Linked DNA regions of Sus scrofa: regions 1 and 3 are each linked to region 2. Evidence: chromatin contacts called from public HiChIP or PLAC-seq data. All regions are on one chromosome and are shown on one strand. The core of a region is the stretch at or near the end of the contact, and the rest is flanking DNA. Distances in the headings are between cores, read along the strand shown.

Evidence for each region. HiChIP or PLAC-seq counts read pairs in DNA pulled down with a chosen protein or histone mark.
Region 1: an H3K27ac HiChIP or PLAC-seq map of alveolar macrophages shows a contact between it and region 2. The contact joins two enhancer-like sites.
Region 3: an H3K27ac HiChIP or PLAC-seq map of alveolar macrophages shows a contact between it and region 2. The contact joins the promoter of TPRG1 here to the enhancer-like site in region 2. A contact is called at or near these places in 5 of 5 promoter capture datasets (fetal liver, fetal skeletal muscle, liver and 1 more), 13 of 47 Hi-C or Micro-C datasets (blood, embryonic fibroblasts, fetal heart ventricle and 6 more) and 2 of 2 datasets of contacts at active chromatin or transcription factors (alveolar macrophages and skeletal muscle).

The regions. Positions count from the first base shown.
Region 1 is chr13:126,466,241-126,469,012 of Sscrofa11.1, reverse strand. LPP (lipoma-preferred partner) reads right to left here. Exons shown (of 11, transcript XM_021071250.1): 11 at 1-2,772. Among named protein-coding and RNA genes, the nearest start is that of TPRG1, 62 kb to the left of the region's middle. Within about 2 kb of position 1,477, at least 2 of the 83 cell types and tissues checked have an H3K27ac peak or open chromatin away from gene starts, as enhancers often do. A contact at or near this core is called in alveolar macrophages, where this site is marked.
Region 2 is chr13:125,418,278-125,421,080 of Sscrofa11.1, reverse strand. All of the region lies in intron 3 of LOC106508008 (a long non-coding RNA gene), which reads right to left. Among named protein-coding and RNA genes, the nearest start is that of BCL6, 30 kb to the right of the region's middle. Within about 2 kb of position 1,395, at least 2 of the 83 cell types and tissues checked have an H3K27ac peak or open chromatin away from gene starts, as enhancers often do. A contact at or near this core is called in alveolar macrophages and skeletal muscle, where this site is marked.
Region 3 is chr13:126,528,202-126,531,233 of Sscrofa11.1, reverse strand. It overlaps TPRG1 (tumor protein p63-regulated gene 1 protein), which reads right to left and starts at 1,273. Exons shown (of 7, transcript XM_013982282.2): 1 at 39-1,273.

The sequences.
Region 1 (2,772 bases), core at 228-2,727, 1.0 Mb before region 2:
CCTTCTTCCCCTCCTGAATCCCACTCTTCTTGGAGACAGGTTAAAAAACGAACAAACAAACAAACAAAAAAAACCCCAAAACCCCTCTGCCTACATATCAAAACAACACACTCATTGAGATTATCATTAATTCTGGGCAAATTCATTTATGTATTGAATTATGTTTGTATTAGGTATGCTTTTACCTTCTGTATAGGTGACCCTCTGAAAAAAGGAAAATCAAGGTCAATTTATAGAAAGTGGGAGTAAGGGTGAAACCAAAAATGGAAATACATTCCTAGAATTGTAAGCTTTTTCCAAAGAGACTTTACATAAAATGACACAGAGGGCATGTTCTGGTCAATATTAGCCAGAGTTCAAAAGAATCTCAGATCCAGGGAGTTTCTGTTGTGGCTCAGCGGTTAGCAAACCCAAGAAGCATCCATGAGGACATGGGTCCGATCCCTGGCCTTGTTCAGTGGGTTAAGGAGCCAGCATTGGTGTGAGCTGTGGAGTAGGTCACAGATGTGGCTCAGATCTGGCACTGCTGTGGCTGTGGCGCAGGCCAGCGGCTTCAGCTCTGATTGGACCCTTAGCCTGGAAATCTCCATATGCAACGGGTGGGGCCCTAAAAAAGACAAAAGACAAAAGACAAAAGAAAAAAAAAATCTCAGATCCAAATTTTAAGATAATGCTTTACAGAAAGACCCAGATTGTTCTTCTCATGTTGCTTTTTATAAACAGACTAAAGGGCTGGTAATCTGTGCTTTAGGGAAAAGCTCTGTTGCTGACCTACTCCTGCAAAATACTGTGATTCAAGCATTAGTATTTAATATTGTCATTGGAAAAGTGCTGATATGTGTAAAAATTCTAGAAAGATAATAGTTTTTCCCTGCTATAAGGAAAATTCTCAAATTTCATTGATCTAAAATAACATGCTACCATTTAAAAACATGATTGTTTTCTTGGTCAAAATGCTTTGGATTTAAAAAAAAAATCTTAACCTAGTCTGAGAAAGATCACTTTGCTTATAGCTGAGAAAAGTAGGACAGTAATAAATGAATTTGCCAAGAACTCTATGATCTGAGTCCCTGAAGAAAACTCATTAAAATAAAACTGAAAGACTCTATTATCTCACCTCACTTTATGAATAAACACAATCTGGAAAATATGCTCTTTTAAAAGGATTTATGGATGCTGCATATATTTTGTGATACAATTCTTCCCTTATATGATCATAATTCTGTAAGGATCATAATATGTTGATTTATTTATAAAAAGTCCAAGCAGGATAGCATTAATAAGTAGGAATGGAAAGGAATGAAGGGAGGAAGGAAAGGAAACAAAGAGAAAGAGGGAGGAAGAATTCTCACCATGCCACACAGCTTTAATCAGATCACTTTTTAAAAATTTGAAATAATAAGTGAACTAAACAGCCTCATGAGAGAAGCTATCTGTCAAGGAAATAACTTGACCTGAAATGTCCATGATTACACCACAGTAATGACTCAGAACCAAGGTCCTCCACTTGTTCTGTCCATTATTAAATAAAAAAACAAAAACAAAACCAGACAAACCAAAAATTACAGCAATTTAAAAAAGCGGGTATGTTGAATGGGTGTTAAAGACCCAAGCAGAAGTTGTCTGTCCTGTTTATCTAAAATTAGAGTAGGATCACTAAGTAAGACCACCTAATCACCAACAACACCCAAGACATCACCTTATGGCAAAAGAATGTTTTCCTAATTCAGATATTCCCAGATACTTCCAAGAGACAGCAAATAGAAATACTATTAGAGTACATTAAGATAAAGAGTTCAGACTTCTCTGGATTTTGACTTTTTGATGAGTACATCCTTGAGATTTGGGGATGGTTATTTACATGACAGACTCGTCTGTGGAGCATTCATAATAGTATAAAGATGCTTTAAAAATAAGGCACAAGTACATGCTGCTCTTGATTGTCAACCATGAAAGTGCACCAAAAGAGCGATCTCAGGAAATGAACTTGAGGCATATTTTGCAGAGGTATATCTTTTTCAGCCTCCTGGTTTCCTACAGATGGCTAAAGCAGGGTATGGAACATGCTGTCATATTTCATTCATAACACACATGTACTGTAGCTCTAGGCAACAGATGGACAATCGCTTGTTTAAACTACAAATGTGAAATACTAAGGTAGAATAGCAATATTTCTAGAAATGTATATGGAAAAAAAGCCTTTCCACGCCAAGAGGAATGGTGAGAGGCTGTGAGGTTACATCAGTGTTTCCCTGATCTCCCTAGCAGCTGCCATAATTTCCCCAACACCCTTCAGAACTTGATAATGGAGGGATCAAGGGGCAGCCGACATAGATTTGACAAGAGAAGCCCAAACCATATCAAATAGAAATAACACTGTTATTCCTGGCTGGTTCACATTAATAGGATTTTTACTAACTAGGAAAACTGTTGGAAGTTGTATCTTCAGAGTCCTGTCTAGATTCCAGAAACCCTCTACTATAGCCCCACGGCAAAATGCTCTCTTATTTCCTCTGGACCTAAATATTGTTTAAATGTAGTTAGAGTTTATATACTTGAAACATCATCACAAACATCTTTGCAAACTCTTTCATAGTGAGAAAACAATTATAGTGTTGATAACTCCACTGTATTCATCAGCATACACTCAGTGAAGTACTTTGGATCAGAGAAGTTGCTCCCGCAGAAACAATGTATTTGGAAAAGGAAAAAGAACCCACGTCTTTGAGCTGCAGAGCCATCCAGCATCTCGAAGCTTTGATATGCACTATA
Region 2 (2,803 bases), core at 146-2,645:
TTAGCACCTACTAGGTCCTGGGGGAAGGAAATGGAAGGTGAGTCTCTTTGCACGGGCCTCAGATAACCATAAATAACATAGGCAGATGATTTTAAAGAAGCCATTTTTGTAGGTAAGGACTACTTGGATTTGGAGGCAAAGGAGGACCATTTTCTTTTTGGTGTGAAACACCGAGAATGTTAGGGATGAAAGAGGCCTGGGGCAGCCTGTGGACTTAGACATCTTAGATTGTAAAACTGAGCTGTGTAAAGAAGGGTTCCACAGGGATTCACAGACTTTAAAAAACATAAAAACAACCCCCTTCCCAAGCCACCCCTCTTTTCTGAAGGTGCTACGGAAACCTTGAAAAATGGGTCTTTGCAAGGAAGCAGAAAACCTGGTGAGATGGTGTAAGGTCAAGAGCATGGGCTCTGAACTCAGCCAGGGTTTAAATCTCCCTCATCTGCTTTTTAGCTCTTGGATCTGAGGGAGACTACTTCCATTTGGAAACTCTGAGCCTCGACTTCTGAAATGCAGACTCTGCCTATGTCTCTCTTCATTATGAGTTTAGATTATATCACAAGGGGTTCAGCAAAGCTCTGTCTCTCATTCCTCCCCACACCCACAAAGCCCTCCTCAGCCTCTGTCTTTCTCTGCACCCTTGGTCGGAAGCACTTGCTGCTTTCTCCCTTCTCATCTACCACATTCAGGTGTTGGATCAGATGATTTCCAAATTTCTGTTACATGAGTCTAACTGTCTGGTCCTACTTTTTACCAGATGGCTGGGCTAGCTGGATAGGATATCAAACAGTCTATTTTCTATACATTTATGTTAATGAGCCATTTACTGAGCTTTACCACATTTAATCCTCAAAAGAATACCTGTAAGGTAGCAGTTGCTTTCCCCCTTTATAAATCAGCAAACCAAGCCAAAAGGCATGGAGAGAAATCATCCTAGACCTATGGTTTGGGGGCAGGCTTGCAGAGGAGACTCTTTTGAAAGGCTTAACAATAGCACAAGAAAATGAGGCCTTTCATTATACCCGTGGCCTTGAAAATCAAGTGGAAACTTCCCAGTTTTCACTCCATCCATCGCCCCTCCTCTTGCACTAAATGCTTTAGTCATCTTCTCTTTCTTTTTTGTTGTCTTTTTCCTGTGTTGCCATTCCAGGCTGAGGTCATGACTCTCCTAAGAGCCTTAATCAAATCTGGAAGGCAACAGGGCTGAACACAGGATCTTTCCTACCTGACTCCTGGACTGAACAAGTGCAAAGAAAGCTGATGTTGGGAATCCAGCTCTTGCTGCCTGCGGCTGTGGGGCTGGCTATGAATTTTTACCAGCTCTTGCCTGATCATCTTTCTTTGGCCTTTGACATACTTGTCACTGGATCCGTGGTAAAGCCAGTCTTTCTCTCTAGCCACTAATTTGTATTTCCCCCAGAGAGCCTAGAACTATGCCCTACCCAGCGGGTACTCACTGTACTGGAGGTGGTGTCGCCAACCAACACAGCCCCAGATTACATTAAGTATTTCAGCAATTGCAATGAATTTCTGGCCAGCCTTGATGGTTTGGTCAGCTTCAGTCCCAGCCTTGCCCCTCAGAGATTGACAAAGCCCAGTTTCAACTAATTCTTAATAATGCAATTAAATTTTTGGAAACTGAGCTGGGTTTCATATTTAAATGGTGACTTTCACCACACAGGAGAGGTTGGCCAAATGCAGGAGGAACTGGAAGATTTTTGCAAAGAGATGAATTTGGATTTTCCATTTTTAGAAAAGCTGCATATGCTCATGTGCAGGTAACACTCCAGGCTCAGGGGTTCCCAAGGGCCAAAAGAGTGGGTAAAGCATGAACCCCTAAACCAGCATGCCTCATAGGGAATCATCAGTATCCTCAAAAAGAAAACTAATATTAGTAGTAGAATCTAATGGTAGATATGAATTTTGTTTAAATATTCTTTATATTTTTACATTTTCACAATAAAATATTTGGGAAAAAAAGAAAAGATTTGGAAAGATTTCATGGATGGAACTAGAGACTCTCATACTAAGTGAAGCAAATCAGAAAGAGAAAGACAAATACCATATGACATCACTTTTATCTGGAATCTAATATATGGCACAAATGAACCTTTCCACAGAAAAGAAAATCATGGACTTGGAGAATAGACTCCTGGTTGCCAAGGGGGAGGGGGAGGGAGTGGGATGGATTAGGAGTTTAGGATTAATAGATGCAGACTATTGCCTTTGGAATGGACAAGCAGTGAGACCCTGCTGTGTAGCACTGGGAACTGTATCTAGTCATTTATGATGGAGCATGATAATGTGAGAAAAAAGAATCTATACATGTATGTGTAACTGGGTCACTCATGCTGTACAGTAGAAAACTGACAAAGCACTGTAAACCAGCTATAATAAAAAAAATCATTATGTAAAAAAGAAAGAAGAAAAAAGAAAAGTAGGGGCAGAATTAAAACGTTTCTGCTTTTGAAATGCAACAACACTTACCTCTCAGGGCCATTGCAAGGATGGCATTAGGGCATATGCGGAAGGGCTTGCTCAGGGTCTTGCTCAGAACAGGGAGCAATGAATGTATTTATTAACACCACAGCATGGGAAAAGGCACCACTCTGAAGTTAAACGACTGCATCTTGAACTTCATGCTGCAGCTCACTAGCCCAGCTGGTGCCTTTCCATCCCGGGTCCCAGTCTCCTCATCTTTCTAATTGGAATAATAATCACAGCATATTTCTCAGGGTCACAAGGAGAAGCATGTTAGAGAACTGTTGAGAAAGTTCTTTGCAAACTAGAAAGCTCTCTAGGC
Region 3 (3,032 bases), core at 24-2,523, 1.1 Mb before region 2:
TTGTGTGGACACCACCAAGGGTGAGATGTCCTCCTTACCTAAGTGAGGTTGCACAAATCAGCTTTCTTGGACTTGGACTTGGGGTGAGACTACCCAGATGTCCAGACTCACAGACCACAGACTGCTGCTGTTCTCACCAGGTCAACTGTCTTCCCTCCAACAGGCGAGGGAGTCTCATCATTTGAGGAACTGCACCACACCTCTCCTGGTTTCAGCACTTTCTCTCTCCATCCAGCCGCTGGAGAAGTGGGTTTGGAAGTTAGGGGGAAGTGTCTGTTTGGTAATCCAACAGGACTGGACAGCTTGCAGGGGGTGGATTTTAGGGGCTATCCCCTTGTGAACATTCAAACCTTTGAAGCTTCATAGTGCGACTACTTATATTCCTATTTTTCAGAAGTATACACAAGACCAGAAGAAGCTGGGACCTTGGGGCTATCAGAGGAGTCAAGAGAGGGAGACTATCTCTGTATCTGTGACGCTGAGCAGAGCTTTGCCATTTGTGAGTGACATTCACATTTGGGCCTCACAAATTTTGCAAGACAGGTCAGTAAGGTGTTATTGTGGCCAGCAATTGACATAGAAGGGAATTAAGGAGCAGACAAATGGATGACTCATCCAAGGTCACACAGCAAATGACAGAGCTCAAGTCTCCTGGAGCCCCGCCATGTACACAGGCGGCAACCACACAGCCTGCCCTCAGAAAGGCAATGAGGAGAGGAAGGAGGTGGACTGGGAGGAGAGGAGGAGGAAGGGGAAGCATCATTGGAGAAGAGGAAAGGCAAAACCCTTCATTCTAGTTGTGAGGTCTGGGATGGACCTAGAATCTTCTCCCTTAATCCTTTCCCATCTCACTCCCAGGTTTCCTCTCAGACCCAATAAAACGCGTCCGAGGCTGTGCAGTAGGGAGGCGCTGCCGGGTAATGTCTTTCCTGAGGCTCTAGCTGGGCCCCCTCGGGGAGGCCCAGCCTTTCAAAGGCTGCTTGTACACTGGGACCCGATGCAGGGGCGGCTGGAGGGCTTAGGTCAGGAGGAGGGGCCGAGTCTGCCTTTGGTGCCTAGAAATCAAAGCAGCCAACCTTGGGCTTTTTCTTCCCCTCACACTGAGGCACTTTTATTGGCGAGATGAAGGGAGGCAGAGCGGGCCTACAGTCCTCGCTTTGCTTTTGGAGGTTAATGACCCAGTTAGCAGCTCTTGGCTGCGTTTCCGACATTTTGCAGACATCAAGCCCCGCGTCTCTGCCAAGTACATTCTGTTCCCTGGAGCTCATCCAAAGCATCTCAGATTACTATGTAATGCGACAGAGGGAGAGGTGGCTGGGAGGGGCCGCAGGGAGGGCGGGGGAGCGAGCAGGAGCCCGGAGGGCGGGGCGCCGAAGCGCTGGGGCGGGGTGAGGGGGATGCCACCCCACATATAGCTGCCCTCCTGGACACGCAGCCCCAAGGTGCTTATTTGCTGCACTGGAGGGACCCCAAAGTGAGGCTGCGGAGGCCCCCGGCGTCCAGGCAATAAGAGAAAGAATCCTCCGACTGAGGGCCAAGCTCCCAACCCAGGGCGGGGCTGAGGTAGGGGCCGCTGGAGACACCCGGCTGGAAGGAAGGGGAGCGGACGAAGGGGAGGGGCTAAGGGGATAGGCCCCGCCCCTAGGCCCGTCCCCCTGTAGCGCCAGCTGCAGCCGCAGCCTGTGCTCTAATTATAGACGTGAATGGAAAGCGGTAGCTTTTGAATGATCGTGTTGCTCCGGCTGCCTTTGGAGGCTGAGGAGCAGGTGCTGCCCCGCTAGATACAAAGTGATTCATTTAAAAGCCCTCTGTCACGCATGCACGCTCACCGACGTACACGAATCCTCTGGCTCTCTCTCGCACCATCGCCAGGCAGTGGTTCCAGAATTGATTTAGGAGACCCGGACCCTAGGGAATGGGACAGTGCCTGGAAGTCTTTTTCTTTCTCTTTCTCCATCCTTAGAAAACTCCCCATGGCTGAAAAGAACCTCAGGCCTTTTCAAGCTGTGGGAAAGTAGCATTTTGTTTTACAGATGGAGAAACTGAGGTTGCGAGAGAAACTGGGATGTATTTCTGGGCCACAGGATGTGTCAGTGCAGACAGCCCAGCTTCCTGATGGCCTCTCTCTTTCCCTCATCAGGTTGGAACTTCACTTCAGTGACATCCATTTCCAGGCATGGAGGCTTTGTACATGTGCTTCCCCCTCCTTTCCCGGTTCAGCTCCTCCCCCTTCCTACCCCGCGCCCCCATCCACTCCCACACAGACAAATTGCTAGTGCCAGCTAATTCTCAATGGTAGGTTTAATAGTTTTGGGCCTGGAAACGGAGCAACGTAAAAAACCATGCTCATTTTCCCATCAGTTAGATGTGAGTCAACCAATGTGCCCTTCCTCAGCATAACGGGGTAGGGAGGAACTCCCCAGGAGGCAAAGCCTACACTTGTCTTCCTCAGCATCTCAGGAACCCCTAGCACCCACAGTGAGCCCAGTGCTCTCATGAGCATCGTGACCTAATCCAGGCCACACAAGTGCAATAGAAAGTCACATGTCCATATCACAGAGTCTCTGCAGAAATGGAGTAGAAGCAACTTGCTCACAGTCATCTGCTGGTGAGTGGCAAGCTGGGAGCCAAATCCAGGACTGACACCCCTTTCCTGGGTTCTGTTCAGTACTCATGCTATGGTCTACACTGGGGAGCAAGGATCCACCTGGTCATGGAAGGGGGTCACTCACAGTGTCCTGGGTTTCTCTAAGCTGGCTGCTAGCCTCCTCCCCCCACAATCTTGAGTCACTGCTACCTTATTCTCTCCTCCATCCTAGTCCACAGCATGCAACGAGGCACAAATGGCTACTGCCTTTCTAGGGCCAGAAGTCTTCAAGCCCTCTCACTGCTCCTGACTCTCAAAACAATGCCAGTCTCACTCACTTCTGGGACTTGGCCTAGCCCCTTACCTTGGCTGACCATTCTGGATTTAACTCTTTGCCTATGTCTCCCCTGTGCCCTCCAAATTTCTACCAGATGGATGAATAAAG